Linked DNA regions of Mus musculus: regions 1 and 3 are each linked to region 2. The links are chromatin contacts, called in public HiChIP or PLAC-seq and promoter capture Hi-C maps. All regions are on one chromosome and are shown on one strand. The core of a region is the stretch at or near the end of the contact, and the rest is flanking DNA. Distances in the headings are between cores, read along the strand shown.

Region 1 (2,700 bases), core at 83-2,582, 540 kb before region 2:
CAGATTGAAATGGTGACCGAAAATACTTACAAAAAGGGGCGTGGATAGAGCTATTAAAGCTGACTACATAAATGAAGGGAGAGAAGTAAGAGGAGAGGAGAAGAAACCTGGAAAAATCTACTTTGAAAAGATGTTTCCTTAGCACAGCTTGCCTTAAGTCTCCAGGAACATATGAACCAAACAAAGTGCATGTATAATCAGGAAGAGATTCCCACATGGGAAGCCTCTGTGAAGCTAAAAGGAAGAGGTCTCAATGTTTCCCTTGGAACTCTGTCTTATGCAAGTACTCCCTTAGCAAAGGTGAGAAAACAGAAGGAATTTGGCTACTGGGTTTAGGAGGTAATTAACAAGGGAGGTCACTTGAAGGCAGGGAACTCCTAGCCCCACCCACCTTTTGTTCCTTCTCCCAGGCGCTCAGCCTCACCCTTTTCAAACTCTGGGCTTGTTTTGTACCATTTGCTTACACAATCTTTGGCCTTAACATCGTTCTGTCAACCTCTAGCACAAGGGAGACCCAGTCACCCTCATCATTGCAACTCCTCTGGGACTCCCTTGGGGAAACCCGGTATGCTCAGCGGTGCTTTGGATAGTCCTGGCTTTATTCAGAGACCACCCCTGAGGGTGTCAGGGTCAGAGCTGAACCCTGAAATTGTACCTGCACTCTTAGGTGGCTCATCTTCGATCTTCAGCATCCCGAGCGCCAGCAGAGCCTAGAAGCACTCATTAAAGGGCTGGGCTGGCTTCCCACCTGTCTTTTCTTTGCAACTGAGGGCGTGTTAGCTACCATAGTGTGAATCCCTTAAGGATGGAGCCCTGTGGCTAGTGGCCATGGAGATCACCTTCCCAGAGTAGCTGTTTTATCACTGAGTTTGGGAGATTTCTTGGCTGCCTTCCGATAAGGCACGCTTGAGTAACCCGAGCTCTGGCGGCGCCCAAGCTCCCAGGATAAAGGCTGTGTGTGTGTGTGTGTGTGTGTGTGTGTGTGTGTGTGTGTGTGTGTAGGGGGAGAGGGCGGGGACAGTAACGTCAACCCCCACCCTGCCTCCTTTTCTTTTTTCCCTTCCTGCAAAAGGCGCACAAGTCTTCCACCCTACCCCACCCCCGCCCACCAGCAATCCTTGGGGCTCTGGGCAACAGCCAGGTTAAGCCCATTTGCACTGAGAAATTGGCGCTGTTTGGGAGAAGAGAAACAGATCGATTGCCCTTGTGACTCCCCGCCCCGCCACCCCAGCCCAGCCCGCCCCCCGCGTTCCTCGGCCCTCCTCCGCCACCTCCCGCACCCCGCCTCCTCCCCTCCCCGCCCCCAAGCCTCTCACTCGACGCAGGCCGGTGCGAGGCCCCCTCCGGAAGGTGAGCGGGATGGATTGGACTTCGGCGGAGAACGCGGGTGTCTCGAAGTGGTGCTAATGGGAAGAGATTTCTGCTCCCCAAAGAAGATGCGCTGCCACAAAGAGCGGCTTGCGCGCCGGCCTGGGCTCTAGCCCGGGAGACATCCCGGGAGAACTCTGAGCTCGGAGCGCTCGGCGAAGACCCGGGGCAACATGCCTGTTCGCAGGGGGCATGTGGCACCGCAAAACACCTTCCTGGGGACCATCATACGGAAATTTGAAGGGCAGAGTAAGTTCGTTTGTTCTCTCCCTGTCGCTCGCTTTCTGCTTTGGTAGAGCACTTGGCGTCCGTCACTTCCAAGCTAGAGGGATGGACAACTCCAGGTTGTCAAGTTAGAGGCTGGGAAAGCCAGGCAGGCAGTTCAGATGGCAGCGGGGGTGTTCTAATATTAATTTGGATTTACATTTTATATTATGGACTCCATTGTACAAGGCAATTTGATCCTCCTCTCCCACTGCTCCATTATCTGCCTTGCTACTTCATGCCCTACTAGTCTACTACCTTAAAGGGAACGTGCTGGTAAAACATGGGCTTGTATTCTAAAGCTTTTTCTGTGGCAGACTTTGTAAAGTCAGGAGCAGAACCGACTATAGGCTGGAAACAAGAACATGTAAATGGTAGTGGCGATGCCAACAGCTATGCAAACTGTTTTCTGCTGGTAAACTGCTGGGCTGTGGAATGTCAAGGATGCTGTTTGCTTGATGTTAGTTGGCTCTTAAAACTGAACTTTGTACGGAAACTGAAAATAGACGCAAAAGAATAATTTGGTGAGCAGTGGACTGGTTTGAGTGCAAGCAGCTCACTACTGAAAAACCGTATTTGTGTCTCTTTGTCGCTCCCTAAATATAAGGTGTAGAAATTTAAAAATTGAAGGGCAGTCTGTAAATCCCACAGAGATTGAATGTAGAAAAAAAATTTCTGTACTCATGTAAGCAAGCCACCAGGAATTATTTTCTATAAATATAATAATTTAAAATCCTGTAGTTATCCATTTGTATTCTGCACTAAATCTACCTCAGCGTGCATTTATGTTGCATACATTATATGTTTCTCCAGTACTGCACTTAGTGATGTGAAGATCTGGTACCTGTGAACAACATTAACTTCTCTATTCTGTTCCATATTCTTTATGGAAATAGCAAATATAACTTGTTATCACACCTAATGTGACTTGAATTAAAATATCTATTACATAAAATTATAGCTTGTTCCAAACAGAAAGTTTAAAAACTGTTTTCTATCACTATTCAAACTGTATAGTGTGCATTTTCTTTTTATCTTTTGGAATTGAACATTATGAAAGTATGAAGG
Region 2 (2,700 bases), core at 188-2,687:
ATAACAAAATATTAGGGTTTTATGAGGAAACAGAAGGGGAAAGCCTGCAAGGCCAAGTATGCTTCCAATCACTTGGGCGACTTCACCTGTGTGTTTGACAAAGTCCTGCCTCTGTGTTCAGCCCAGAACGCCCATTCCAGGCAGGAATCAGCATGACTTGGTACTCCTAAAACGTTTTACAGAGTGCAGCTTACAATCGTTTAGAGTGGATCTCAGGTTTGTAATCGTAACTAGAGACTAACAGGAGGGCATGGCATAAAGTGCTGCTCTGGTTATTTTGAACGCTGTCACGAGGTTCATGAAAATCTTGCAGCTCTCCTACTGTTTTCAAAGAATCCCAGGCCTCCCTGGCCTCCCCAGATTTCAGTGAATATCTCCTCTAAAAGATTAATTTTTCTAAACGTGACTATCTGATAGCTTCTATTCTCCATAGGATTCTGGGCCAGGAAGTTCTTTTCAAAGTGTTAATGTTCCTCCATAGCTGGTGGTCTAGTTGCCTGCTTGGGGGACGGCAACCTACAGACTCTCTTTTATGCTCTTTCTGTACTGAAACAAAGCTGCTGTCTTTATTTCTCACTCTGAACGCCTCTTTTCTCCCTCCCATGACATAGACAAATGGTAATGTTTACTCCAAGGCAGTGCATTAGTTGCTAATTAAGTTACTAGATGCTTCAGCCAAAACGTGTTGTAATCAGTCCAAGAAAAGAATGGCAGCTATATAAAAAATAAGTTGTTGAGGGTTTTGTATTGTTGTTTTGTTTTTGTTTTATTGTAAGAGAGTTGTCTACTAGAGAATACAGGGACCTTGCATACTGGGAGTTAGGAAGCCTTCAGTCTTGGCTTCCTCCTAAACTCAGTTGGTGGCTAAAGTCAGCATGCATCTGTCATTAGGCAGGCCCCGGTCAAAGCTGAATAAATATTACACCGCCAAACAAAGCATGAGAAAATAAAGCTGTTGAGAGTAGTTCACTTTTTCATACTTAAGCCCCCGTTCTTGGAGGAACAAATTAGTTTTTGGGACCCCACTGGGCGGGAAGTTTATGGTAGGATGGATGCAGAAACGCCCCCTGGAGGTCTGGAACCTCTCTTTGTCTGCCCCACCCCCACCCCCACCCCTTGATCCCCACAAATGAGAATAACTCAATTTTCACATCAAGGCTTAGGGGCAATTCTTCCTTTCCCCCAAGACCTTCCTCGCCCTCTCCCTATTAACTGACAAGTGAGTACAGTCTTCTAAGCGGCACCCAGCGGTGAAGACAAAAGTATCCTTAAATAAAATAGTGCAGAGTACCGCTTGCTTTCTCAACACAAGGAAGAATTCGCGTTCCCTTTCCTGTTTCTCACTTTCTCACGGTGCTCTTGACCAAAGTCCTCACCTAACCCGCCGCTTCCACAGGCCTCCTCCACCCTCACGAAACTTATTCTCTGGCCCGGAAGTTGACGTTAGGAAAGTCTGGAGAAGAGAATCGAAACAGAAACCGATCTGTGGGTGGAAGGCAATACTTAAAGCTCCCTGAGGGTGAACGTCCCAGCGGCCGCAGAGCGAGAGCGGTCCCGGGTCTGTGCCCACCAGTTGCAGCGCTGTCCTGGCTCGTCTGCCCCCTGCCGGGTGCCACCGATCGATCCGGTGCTCGGAGGCTACTTGGTACCTGCGGCTCTCAGGCAGTTCAGGCGGGGACACATTCACTGCCACCTGAGGATCGTCCTCCCGCCCGCCCCGCCCGCCCGGGAGACTCCTCTCCCATTTCCTGAGACCTCACGATGTCGATTGTCTGTTCTGCAGAGGACAGCTTCAGGAATCTCATCTTATTCTTCAGGCCCAGGCTGAAAATGTACATTCAGGTGGAGCCAGTGCTGGACCACCTCATCTTTCTGTCTGCAGAAACCAAAGAGCAGATTCTTAAAAAGATCAACACCTGTGGTAACACCAGCGCGGCAGAACTGCTGCTGAGCACCTTGGAGCAGGGACAATGGCCTCTGGGATGGACGCAGATGTTCGTGGAGGCCCTAGAGCACAGTGGCAATCCCCTAGCCGCGCGCTATGTCAAACCCACACTCACTGATCTGCCCTCTCCTTCCTCTGAGACTGCCCATGACGAGTGTCTCCACTTGCTGACCCTCCTCCAGCCCACTTTGGTGGACAAACTTCTGATTAACGATGTCTTGGACACTTGCTTCGAGAAGGGACTATTGACAGTCGAAGACAGAAATCGGGTAGGTGTCAATGTAGTCGGAGACAGGTTTCTGGAAGATTTTGGGAAGCAGGAAGCAGGGTTGCTTGTACATTTTTTCCCTAGAGGGCGGCTTTTGACTTCTGTCAGCGCAACCTCCCCATCTTGTATAATTGTTCAAAATAACCCACAGGGAGTCCATTTAACAGATGAGAAAAACAAGGTAAGTTAAACAATTCATTCTTGGTCTCCCAGGAAGAACAGAAGCGGCCTTGCCATCATTATGATTAATCAATTCCAGGTGATACTGAATTTTATGATTTAGTTTTACCTATTCCTCAGTATGTCAGCCAGTAAGCTATGGCCCACCCGCTGCATCTAGCCTTCTATTCGTATTTTAAGAACCAGAAACTAAGAATGTTCTTTAGCTGTCTGATTTTTCAATTGTAAGTGTTGATAAAGTTTTATTGGAACTCTCGTCCTTAGTGCTTATTATATACTTTTTTATAGTTGCCTTTTCACGGTTGGG
Region 3 (2,700 bases), core at 68-2,567, 600 kb after region 2:
AACCCGGCTGCAGCCTAAGGCCCTAAATCAGCGGCCCAGAAATTGCTCTATCCTTCTACGGAATCACATAACTGTGTATTAGAAAGATGAGAACGGATTTGGAAAAGGACAGTTTACAGCGGTCCTAGTCTGCAAGGTGGGTCACAACCGAAGAGCTTCTCTCTTACATGGTTTGGTGCTGCGGAGATTTCTGCTGTTCTGAGCAATGATCACGCTGATAGAAAGCTAGGAGCTAACGTTTGGCATCTCCGCTTCACCATGTATATACTGACCTCCTCCCACCCCTCACCCACGCCTCCCTTGAGCTGCCCCAGACTAAAAGGGATGCTGCCTTAAGTCAAAGTCTGTGCGCCAGACAGAGGGATTGTGTAGAAGACAGGCAAATCAATCACACCAAATATTAAATCAAGCAGGCGGCTAACGGACCCAGCGATAAACAAATGGGCTAATGTCAAATGACAGTTCAGGAACCTTTCAGATACTCATATGTGAATAGTATGCCTGTCTCCAAAAGCGCATACCTTCCACATACACGAACTGTGGCACACGTCCATTTGAGAAAGAACTGACAGACCACACACACTCACACACACACACACACACACACACACACACACACACACACACACACACACACGACCCTTTTCCCGTTTTCTGCTGAGATCAAATCTCTAGAGCTTCAAAACAGCAGCAGATTCCCTCACCTCACTGCCTGAGGATGGAGCACAGGAAGAAATGTATTAAGGGCTAAATAGGATAAGGGGGTTTGGGGGTTCTTTGCAGGAGCTTGAGTCAGCACTGCAAATCTTCGGAAACAGAAAGATAAGCAATAGCAGGCAGAGAGAAAGACACATAACTGTCCCTGCTGCTAAACCCTAGCCATTTCTTCAAACAGCAACAAATATGAGACATTTCATCACCATGCTGCATCCATATTGAGGAGGGAAAAAAAAAAAAAAAAGCATGTGCTCTGCTTTAAGCATTTTGGTCTCCGGAGATGGGAGGAGACCCTGTCCATATGCTGTGGGAGCTATCCACCACCCCAAAAGTACACTCTGCCAGCACCTAGCAGCGTACCACTTGCCTGACAGGTTCAGCAGCAAAGCGGTTAATCTATTTGACAGCAGGTTGTCTCTTACCGTAGGCAGCAGCGGCTCCATTTGGGCTCCCTGGTCTTTAATCTCCATGTTCTGTAACACCTCTGGAAAAAAAGCACCTTGCTCTGCAGTGTCTTCAGTGTCTTCCACTCAGCCGGGCACTCGCTCTGCTTAGTATTCGGATCAGGTAGCTCTGAAGCAGGAGGCAACTGCACACTCCAACTCACCAGAGTCACATGGCTCCTACTCACTCGGGCTGCTGGCCAGGTTTTGCACTGATTGCCTTGAATCCTTGGGCCGGTAAGAGAGATCCCCAAGCCCTGAATCACTGCCCACACCTGGATACTTGTATAAAGTACAGACGATGATGCTACAAGTCCAAAGGGCAGTGAGAATTTTGCCTGAGATGATAACTTCTTAAACAAATGAGTTCATGCTGGCCTCTAACCAGTTCAGTCTGATTTTGACACCTTAAGACACTCACTGCATTCCAGAATCCAATAGGAAATAATAGTTCAAATATGGTGATGTCAATGCAAAGTCTAAATAGGAGTTCTCTTACCTACTATCATTTAGTATGATATTTGAGGTAATATGACTTCAAAATTAGAATGTCAGTGAGCTTGAACCATTCACTAACTTAAAAATGTAAGTGGTAAAATAGACATTTACTATGTTTAAATTGTGAGAAACTGGCAAGTCATACACTATTAAAAAGGATTTTTTTCTAAAATTTGTCTCTCAAAACAGACAGGAATGGAAAATATTCTGACAATAGCAATAGCAATGACTAAAATATATTAAAGGTCAATTAAAAGGTGGCAAATCTGATCAGTAGCTTAGGCATATATTCCTTGCCTTAACTAGTTAAGTAATTCATGGAAGGAGAGGAGTCAAAGAACACCATTAGAAAAAAGACATTGGCGATGGTCTACACACACATTCTTTAAATAATTATGGAATTCATTTTGCATACATATTTCTTGAAATTAATTATGGGATCTGTCTTCTGAATGTGCAGTCAACCCCAGGGCTTCAGATATGCTAGGCAAATATTTACCGCTGAGCTGTATGTCCATCTCTTAGGTCTTTGAGAGAGGGTCTCAGTAAGAAGCAAAGAGTAGCCTTGAAATGGTTATCGTCCTGTCTCTTAGTCTTAAATGTTGAGATTATAGGGGGCGGCCAAAACAGTTCCTGGTTGTATCTATTTTAAGTAATGAAATCCATCTATCCCTGGACCTCAGACTAAGAATATAAAAGTTTAAAGTATATAAAAATAAAAATCTCTTAGGAGCTAAAAGAGGATGGCTATAATTTATTATAAACTTAAAAAGCCACCAGATTTTATAATCCTTAATGGTGGGAATTTACATAAAATAATATTAATAATACACTAAAGTTTATATATCTCTTATTGTAGATGGAATTATGGATAACTTTTTCATCTTCAATACAATTCTTAAAATAAGTTTTTATTGCTTTCTGGGAAACTACTAGTTTTTATACTGTAATGTTAAGAGTAACAGTTTTGTTCATAGGACATTTAGATTATACAATGGAACTGAATCTTAAGATATTTGACTAGGAATAAGTGGGCTCAACT

The links. Promoter capture Hi-C pulls out the DNA fragments that hold promoters and counts their contacts. HiChIP or PLAC-seq counts read pairs in DNA pulled down with a chosen protein or histone mark.
Region 1: a contact with region 2 is called in an H3K4me3 HiChIP or PLAC-seq map of embryonic forebrain, with 4 times the contacts expected there. The contact joins the promoter of Kcnh7 here to the promoter of Ifih1 in region 2. A contact is called at or near these places in 1 of 484 Hi-C or Micro-C datasets (the HL-1 cell line) and 2 of 115 datasets of contacts at active chromatin or transcription factors (embryonic forebrain and forebrain).
Region 3: a contact with region 2 is called in a promoter capture Hi-C map of hippocampal neurons, with 2.2 times the contacts expected there. The contact joins the promoter of Slc4a10 here to the promoter of Ifih1 in region 2. A contact is called at or near these places in 3 of 39 promoter capture datasets (embryonic stem cells and hippocampal neurons), 1 of 15 datasets of contacts at CTCF or cohesin (large pre-B cells), 1 of 484 Hi-C or Micro-C datasets (cerebral cortex) and 3 of 115 datasets of contacts at active chromatin or transcription factors (astrocytes, forebrain and large pre-B cells).

What each region holds. Positions count from the first base shown.
Region 1 is chr2:63,182,919-63,185,618 of GRCm38.p6, reverse strand. Kcnh7 (potassium voltage-gated channel, subfamily H (eag-related), member 7) reads left to right here and starts at 1,332. Exons shown (of 16, transcript NM_133207.2): 1 at 1,332-1,617. The coding sequence starts at 1,542. It overlaps Gm34110 (a long non-coding RNA gene), which reads right to left and starts at 1,916. Exons shown (of 3, transcript XR_866371.2): 1 at 1,317-1,916.
Region 2 is chr2:62,644,992-62,647,691 of GRCm38.p6, reverse strand. Ifih1 (interferon induced with helicase C domain 1) reads left to right here and starts at 1,437. Exons shown (of 16, transcript NM_027835.3): 1 at 1,437-2,214. The coding sequence starts at 1,762.
Region 3 is chr2:62,045,132-62,047,831 of GRCm38.p6, reverse strand. Slc4a10 (solute carrier family 4, sodium bicarbonate cotransporter-like, member 10) reads right to left here and starts at 1,317. Exons shown (of 26, transcript NM_033552.3): 1 at 1,140-1,317. The coding sequence starts at 1,187.